2 separate regions of the Mus musculus genome follow, and region 1 is linked to region 2. A link is a contact called in public promoter capture Hi-C data. All regions are on one chromosome and are shown on one strand. The core of a region is the stretch at or near the end of the contact, and the rest is flanking DNA. Distances in the headings are between cores, read along the strand shown.

Evidence for each region. Promoter capture Hi-C pulls out the DNA fragments that hold promoters and counts their contacts.
Region 1: a contact with region 2 is called in a promoter capture Hi-C map of cranial neural crest. The contact joins the enhancer-like site here to the promoter of Pcna in region 2. A contact is called at or near these places in 1 of 39 promoter capture datasets (cranial neural crest) and 4 of 115 datasets of contacts at active chromatin or transcription factors (effector CD8 T cells, embryonic stem cells, large pre-B cells and 1 more).

What each region holds. Positions count from the first base shown.
Region 1 is chr2:132,651,506-132,655,960 of GRCm38.p6, forward strand. AU019990 (expressed sequence AU019990) reads left to right here. Exons shown (of 6, transcript NR_033468.1): 6 at 1,291-1,562. Among named protein-coding and RNA genes, the nearest start is that of Shld1, 33 kb to the right of the region's middle. Within about 2 kb of position 1,731, at least 29 of the 459 cell types and tissues checked have an H3K27ac peak or open chromatin away from gene starts, as enhancers often do. A contact at or near this core is called in embryonic stem cells, where this site is marked.
Region 2 is chr2:132,250,799-132,255,279 of GRCm38.p6, forward strand. Pcna (proliferating cell nuclear antigen) reads right to left here and starts at 2,382. Exons shown (of 6, transcript NM_011045.2): 1 at 2,018-2,382; 2 at 1,105-1,202; 3 at 893-960; 4 at 446-640. The coding sequence starts at 2,238. It also overlaps a transcript of Cds2 not described here.

The sequences.
Region 1 (4,455 bases), core at 481-2,980, 400 kb after region 2:
TTCGGGATCCTTTTCCTCCTGAGATGCCGCATCCAGGCTTAATGTGAGGGGAGGTGCCTAGTCTTACTGGGACTTGGCATGCCAATTTGGTTGATATCCAAGGGAGGCATCCACCCCTTTTTCTGAAGGAAAACAAGGAGGATGGGATGAGGGGGACTGGCAGGAGAGGAAAGAGGAAAAACTGCTATCAGGATGTAATATATGAGAGAATAAATAATTTTTTTTTTAATCTAAGAACATAAGCCAGGCGTGGTGGTACACACCTTTAATCACAGCACTCAGGAGGCAGAGGCAGGTGGATTTCTGAGTTCGAAGCCAGCCTGGTCTACAGAGTGAGTTCCAGGACAGCTAGGGCTATACAGAGAAACCCTATCTTGGGAAAAAAAAAAATCTATGAACATAACCCAACTACCGCCATATCTAATGGATTGGAAATATTTGACAACCTTCTAACTTCCTTGATGTCAAAAAAAATGAGTAAAAATTAATTTATTGTAACTAAAAAAAATTTTTTTTAACTTAAAAATTTGTTTTGCATTTAGTGTGGTGGTACGGAACTTTAATTCCAGCACTCAGGAGGCAGAGGTTGGTGGGTCTCTGTAAGTTAACTGAAAAAGAATTGACTTAACCTTGATCAAAGAATTTAGATTAGATTTTTTTTTTTCAGCATAAAAAAACATTTAAAGAATTTATATAGGAAAGGGAACCAAAATCTTGCTTGAGTATTACAAAAGAGAGGAAGGAAGGAAGGAAGGAAAAAAGGAAGGAAGGAAAGAAGGAAGGAAGGAAGGAAGGAAGGAAGGAAGGAAGGAAGGAAGGAAGGAAGGAAGCAAGGAAGGGTAGAGAGAAAAGGGGCTGACATGGGACTTTTTGCTGAACAAAAGGCCTTCTGGCCTCCTTGCATGCTGTAGTTTCTCTGGAGCCCCTAAATCCGTGTTAGAATTTGTAAAAGAAAAACATGTGGCAGTAACATTAGAAGACTGTAGGCCATGCATCGCCTCAGATCAGCATCAAAAGGATGAATGGGAGGGGGGCCGGGGAGGGGGATGGCCCTAGGGCTGTCTAGAGCTCGGTTTCTTAAACTGTGGATCAACACCCCATATCGGGTTATGCTACTGAATGCGAGAGAGGGCACAGAAAAAATCTGGAAGCAGTAAAAGGTTACTGAACCCCTAGAATTAAAATTTAATTCAAAGTCAAATGCCTCATAAATCTAAGCTGTTTCTGCCAGAGCTCACTCTTGCTGCACAGCGCCATGCAGTTTTAACCTAGCCTTGGTTCTGATTACAGTGTGTGAGTTCCCGGATGCAAGGTCAACGAGCAAGGAGAACTGTCGCAAACACGCCTGCTCAGACTCCAGGCCTGTGTGCGTTGTGGACTGCCGTGCTTTTGGTTTTTACTGTTATAGAAACACAGCAGTTTAAGTACAGAAAACAAAGACACTTAATATTTTCCTACTGATACTCCTTGGCATTAAATTAGTATACGTTTGGATTATATTGTGTCAAGTGCTTGATTTTAAAAATTGCCATTTGAGTGACTCACTCAAGTGTCATTAAAAAGCAATCACAGAGTAAAGCCTGGTGTGGTGGCCCGTGATTCTAATTTCTGCATTCGGTAGACAGAGGCAGGGGGATCCTCACGAGTTCAAGCCCAGTTGGGGCTCCACAGGAGACCCTGAGTCCAGAAAACTGGAGAAAAGGACCAAGAAAAGAATCTTACTTTGGTTTTAGGACAGAATTTCCAGGCAGGCTGGAGAGATGGCGTAAGCTGTAAGCCCTAACTCAGTCCTCAGACCCCACATGGCAGGAGAGGGTACACTCTCAGCAGCTGTCCTCTGACCTCCACAAACATGCTGTGCACACACACACACACACACACACACACACACACACACACGCAGGCACATACTAATAATAAAATTTAAAATAATTTTTAAAAAGCTTTGTTTCAAAGATATCTCTCTCTCTCTCTCTCTCTCTCTCTGTGTGTGTGTGTGTGTGTGTGTGTGTGTGTGTGTGTGAACATGTGCCACTGTATGTGGGTGCCACATGAGTCCAGAATACGGTGTCAGCCTCCCTAGAGCTGGAGTTACAGGCAGTTGTCAGTTGCCTGACATGGGTGTTGGAACCAAACTCAAGTCCTCTGGAATTACAGCAAGTGCTCTCAACTCCTGAGCCACCTCCCAGGCCCCCTTACAGATAACTGAAAAATTAAAAAGAATTTCCAACAATCTCTGTGTGATGGTTTGTATATGCTCACCCCAGGGAATGAAACTATTAAGAGGTTGGAGTAGGTGTGTCACTGTGGATGTGGGCTTTAAGACCCTCATCCTAGCTGCCTGGAAGTCAGTATTCTGCTAGCAACCTTCAGATGAAGATGTAGAACTCTCAGCTCTGTCTGTACCATGCCTGCCTGGATGCTGCCATGTTCCCACCTTGATGACAATGGACTGAACCTCTGAACCTGTAAGCCAGCCGCAATTAAATGTTGTCCTTATAAGAGCTACCTTGGTCACAGCAGTAAAACTCTAACTGAGACACTCTGAAATGGTTCTAAACATACTTCTGCCATGTTGCTCTATTTATTTAATTGAAGTACTCTCTGTTGGTAATTATAAAAACAAAGAATTGATCTACTTCGAAGAACATTGAAGATGCTGTGTCTTGTAGCAGCAGATATTTGTCATAATTTAATTCTTTATGTAAAACATCTGAGAACATCTAGCTCATTTCTATGCACATTTGCTTTATTCCTTAATAAATGGTAACAATTATATGCCTCAGACTTCCAAGTGCTGGGATAACAGACCATTCAATTCCCAAAGAATTGCTTTAAAATATTTTTTCATGATTTTATCAGAAAATGTTTAATTTGTAATTTATTTTATATGCTTATATGCCTGGGTCCTATAAAAACTTCTCAGGCAAAAAGAGGCTCATGGGAACAGTTTATGAAGCTTTGCTCTGGGGCAGCTCAGGGAGGGTTGAGTTTGGAGACTTCTATTCCTTCGTGCAGTTACCCACTGTCAAATGAGGAAAAAGAAAATATAGAGTGTTTTCGGGGCTGGAGACATGGCTCAGCAGTTAAGAGCACTGACTGCTCTTCCAGAGGTTCAATTCCCAGCAACCACGTGGTGGCTCACAGCCATCTGTAATGGGATCCAATGCCCTCTTTTTGTGTGTCTGAAGACAGCTACAGTGTACTCACATACATAAAATAAAAATAAATCTTTGAAAAAAATATGGAGTGTTTTTAACTGTACAGTTGTGAGGGGTACAGAGATTCACTGTGTACAGGCTATGCTAGTACCCCTTACCCAGGGAACAGACGGGCTTATGGCTCACCCATCTTATACACAGAGTCCTTTTGACAGTCCACCCCCTTGATGGGGCAGATAAGTATGTAGGCTTGCAAAAAGCAAACCAACCACTTAATTAGCAAATGGATCCAAGTTGGTCTAAGGGCATAGTTCAGCTGAAAGGCATTTGCCCAGCTTGAGGCCTTGGGTTTACACACTGACAGTATGAAAACAAGGAAACTACAAACAGCTAGATGTAGAAATGCCCATTTGTCATCACAGAACATAGGAAGTTCATAGGTACAGGGCCAGCTCAGACCACACAGTGAGTGTGAGCCAGCCTGCGCTGCACATGACCCTGTTTTTAAAGTCAAGTTTTCTTTTCAATCTACCAAGTTGTTTAAGGTTAGCCTTAAAATAGAACACCCCAGTAATAGGATCAGCACAGAACAAGAACTCCGTCTCAGAGAGGGAACAGACAGAAAGTGATCCTGCTGGCCTTCTACCCCGTGGAACCTTCCAGGAATGAGCAGGTAGTGCTGTATCAAATGTGTCAGCTCTCCTCAGTCGCCTGGTTCTGCATGACTTTCTTGTGTCACCAGACCTAACCTTTTATAGTACCCATTTCTGACTAGAAATTTAGTATATAACCTAATTAGCTAGAGGACGTGGATTTTACTCTATAGAATATGAACTTAATGAAGAATTGGAATCTAAGGGATGGAGAAATGGCTTAGCAGTTTAGAGAACTGGCTGTTCTTCAGAGGACCTAGGTTCAGTTCCCAGAACTGGCATGATGGCTCAGAATCATCTGTAACTCCAGTTCCAGAGGGTCTGATGCCCTCTTCTGGCTTTCTTGGGTGCCAGGCACACTCATGGTGCACATACGTGCCCATAAACAAAAGTCTCATACCCAGAAAAATAAAAATAATTTAAAAATTTTAAATTGAAATCAAGACAGAAGAAAATGTGACGAGCCAGCCATGAGTGATAACATCCCACTTGTTTGCTTTTTGAAATACCTGTTTATTTTATTGTACTGTAGGAATGTTTTGCACACATGTATGTCTGTGCATCATGTATGTCCTAGTGCCCATGAAGGGTCATCAAATCCACTGGAACTGTGAGTTACAGATGGTTGTGAGCCACTGTGT
Region 2 (4,481 bases), core at 1,132-3,631:
GTTGACTTTAAGCTGAGAATCTTCCTGCTGTAGCTTTGAGTACTACAGTTGTGGGTTTGAGACATCATGCCCAGCTTTCTCTATGGATGTAACTGTCAAGAGCATTTAATACAACTCTTTCCACATTTTGTGAAGTCTTTCTTATTTCCCTTGGGACTGCAAATACTCTTGAACCTGCAACACATAAAGCTACATACACCCCCAACCATTTTCTTTTGCTCACTTGCCAACCCTCACTTATTTGCCAAGAGTATTTCCAGGAAGCAAAAGGCTGTACACTTAGCTTTCCAAATGCTACCTGTAAAAGCTTATGGAGTCGTCTCTGAGCTCTAAGATAGCTTGGTCTACTCAAGACTCCATCTCAAAATGAATGAATAAATAAAAACAAAAGCCGAGGCTCCATCCCTGCTTCAGACACCTAACTGGACGCCCCCTTACTACTCACCGCCTCCTCTTCTTTATCCACATTACTTGTTTGTGACAACTTAATGTTCCCATTGCCAAGCTCTCCACTTGCAGAAAACTTCACCCCATTCTTTGCACAGGATATCACAACAGCATCTCCAATGTGGCTAAGGTCTCGGCATATACGTGCAAATTCACCCGACGGCATCTTTATTACACAGCTGTACTCCTGTTCCTGTAAACCCACAAGTTAAAGGTCAGTCTAGAAAAGGGGGAAGGCTCAGCTTCATGTTCTCAAGATTTAGCATCTTAACCAGAACTCAGAATGCAAGACTTCTGGTTTCTTTAAAACTCAATCAACTTTAGACTGCTGTGGTTTAGTGAAATGGCAGTGTGCCATTCATCCCCAATACCACCACTCCACTCAGAACACGCATCAGCTGGTATCACAGCAGGGTAACACACAATCAGAAACAAGGTAACTCACTGGGATTCCAAGTTGCTCCACATCTAAGTCCATTAACTTCATTTCATAGTCTGAAACTTTCTCTTGATCTACCAAAAGAAGGAAAATGTTACCAAAGCACACCACACGGTCCTATCTATGATGGAAATTTTACAATATTGTTAATATTTTTTTTTGGTTTTGAGAAACAGAAACAACACGTAACTACCGAGTTTTAAAGGTGTTTAACTTACTTGGTGCTTCGAATACTAGTGCTAAGGTGTCTGCATTATCTTCAGCCCTTAATGTAATGATGTCTTCATTACCAGCACATTTTAGAATTTTGGACATGCTAGGGGGGAAAAAAAAAAAGACAGGCTTTATCAACATGTAATCCACATCTATATTTTAAAAAGCAATTACAAGTTGTACCATTTCACACTCACGGTTGGAGAACTGTTAAAGGGGCTAAGGGTACCCCAAACTCTCTCAGGGGTGAAGCAAATTACCGGGTATATGTGATTCTTAAAACCGACTTAGTAAAATGCACTAAAAGCCAACATTCGAGAAAGCATCTTTTTGAGCGGGGTGTCCTTGGTTTCTAGTGTACTGGAGAATGTGCCCCATCACGTCTGGCCTTTTCGTAAATCTTTCAAAATGTATACAAGTGGCACTAATCCATGTATCTGTACTAAAATAAGTCACACACTGTCCTTGAACACGTATACAGGAGGCACTAACCTAGGTAGCTGTAGCAAAGTTAAAAGCTAAAACTGACAGATTTCCCCTCAAATCCATGATGCGCAGTGAGACTCTGGAAGTCAAGAAAAGGTCTATTGTCACTCTAAGTCGACATTACATTTGCACTAAGACTCGTTTATTAGGCGCTAAGACCAGCCACTCAAAGCTGCAGGCATTTAATGAGCACAGCTCCGGAGCACTCATTTTCCCGCGGACTCCCGCTTTGTGGCTTTGGCGCGGAAACAGAGTGGGCGCCACTGCCAGCGCGGGCTTTTCGGAACCGCGCGCTTTGGTGAGGGCTGCCCCCGACACCATAGACCAATCAGAAAGCGCGGATGGCCAAGCCAGCCAATGAGCGTGCAGAGTCACAGCCCCGCCAAGAGCGGAAGCGGGAAGAGTGGGGCCCCGCTCCCGCCACCCGCTCACCTGGTGAGGTTCACGCCCATGGCTAGGTTGCGGTCGCAGCGGTATGTGTCGAAGCCTTCGGAGCGCAGAGTAAGCTGTACCAAGGAGACGTGAGACGAGTCCATGCTCTGCAGGTTCACGCCGCCCGAGCTGACGTCCCAGCAGGCCTCATTGATGAGGTCTTTGAGAGCCTCCAGCACCTTCTTCAGGATGGAGCCCTGGATCAGGCGTGCCTCAAACATGGTGGCGGAGTTGTGGCGACTAGATGAGAGCTACTCTAAGAGGAACGAGGTCTGGCTGCCAAGGTCCCCCGATTCACGATGCAGAAGCGGCAGCGAAGGCCTACAGCGACAACTACCAACCCTCTGCGCCCGCAACCGTCTAATGCCGCGGCTTCCTAGGCGCGCGCCTTTTCCCTGCGCGAGGTCATGACGCCACAGCGCTGATCCACCCACCTCTCCTCAAGGACCAATCGTACCCGTGGTTTGAGCAAGGCCCGCCCCACCGCGTATGCAAAGGCGGGGCTGCGGGGTAGGAGCCTGGGAGGCGAGGGGCATCACGGGGTTCGCGTAGGCTGTCGTCACCGCCCAAGTTTGTGGGAGTTTAGGCTGCAGTTTCCATCCTTAGGAAGTTTCCGCGCCACGGAAGTGGAAGTCACAGGCAAATCGAGCTGTGCGCGGCGGCCTGCCTTGAAGCTGGAGAGTATTTTAAACACTACGGAGCGTTTTCCCTAACGTAAGAAATACGCTGCAAAATATCGAGTAATAAAGAGGCCACCATATTTTAACACCCCTACCCCCCCCCCCATTTCATATCACTTTTCTGTGTGCGTCGCTCTGAACTTTTCTCTCTAAAGACTAAAAAAATACCTCTTAACGTGAACGCTTCTCCAAAGAAGATACCAAGTCCATATGTATCACGTAATTATTTTCCTTTTATGTCTGGTTCTCTACATTTTTCTAAAGGTAGATATTACTAGTATTTTCATCTTAATTTTAGGCTGAAGATGAACCCGAGCCTGAGCCCCATCCTGAAAATGTTAGCTGTTGCAGGTGGAGCGTCTTTCATATGTCCCTGGGCTGCAGCATTTTGTTCTACTAAAGTTTTTTTGTTTTTTTGTTTTTCCTATTGATTATGAGGATGGGGAAGAACTGACTGCAGGTAGATTAACATCATTTACAAAAGGATATAGAGTTTTTCAATTTCTCATGTTTTTTTCTTTTGGTTTTGGTGGTAGGTAAAATATATTTGATAATGAAAGTGTAATACTTTAATGTGAAACTTGATAGTTTCCATTTGGAATGCCTCTTCTAACTGTATAGAAGTTGGTTGAGTTGTGAAGAAAGCTTTTGGTGTGTGATGTTTTATTTATGTGTGTAAGGGTTTTTTGTTTGTTTGCTTTTCACTAATAAGGTATATACAATTTCAGAAAGTTAAAAGGACCGTTTTAGCTGGTGAGAGTGATTAGTGATTATAATTCCAGCACATGGGAAGGCTGAGGTCGGAGGGCCTAGATTTAAACTCACCTTGGACTATCTACCAAGACTGACCAAAGGGGAAAAAGTTTACATAGGAGCATATTAATTCCATTTCATGTTCATTTATTCTTTCCTTATTCACTGCATTTCCCTTTAGTTTGTCTTGTTTGATTTTTCTTTTCCTGGCTTGGGGATTTAGCCAGAAAACTGTATAACTTATTGAGCTATAGCCTCAGCCTGTTAAGAGTCTCCATAATTTTTTGAGGCTTGCATCAAACTCACTCTGTTATCCATGCTGGCCTTGAACTCACAATTTGATGCCACAGTCTGGCATCAAGCTTAACTCTTTAGTTTCATTTAATATCTTGGTTTGTAGGATTTCTCAGCTTTTTTTTTCTTTTATTCTTTTCACCATATATCTAGGTATGCTGAGACACAAATGTATTAATCACTCTCACAGTATTGAAGATTCATTGATTCCATCAGGTCTAGAATACTCTCGACCACTCTGATGGCAAGTGTTCGGTTTCCCTACACTGTTCACTGCCCGGCGTGTGGATTTTACAGAACTTTAGATCTATTCAGTTGTTTTGTTTTGTTTTGTTTTGTTTGAGATAAGGGTCTCTCATGTTCCCTGGCTGTACTGGAGTTTGCTTGGTAGACCAGGCTGGCAAATTTGACTTTTTAAAATTGGTGTGTATGCATCCAGCCCAGCATTTATGTCAGCTTATAAGGTGCATCATTATTTTATGCAGCACAAACGAGGAAAACTGTCAAACTACCACACAGTGCTATATCACATACAATTTTGATACTATAATAGTTACAAATAAAAACAGTTATGGGCTGGAGACATGGCTCAGTGGTTAAGAGTACTTGCTGTTCTTCCAAAGGTCCCGAGTTCAATTCCCAGAACCTGCATGGCAGCTCACAGCTGTGTGATGCCATCCTCTGGTGTACATGCAGGAAAGGACCTGTATTTGTATAAATGCATAAATAAATAAATC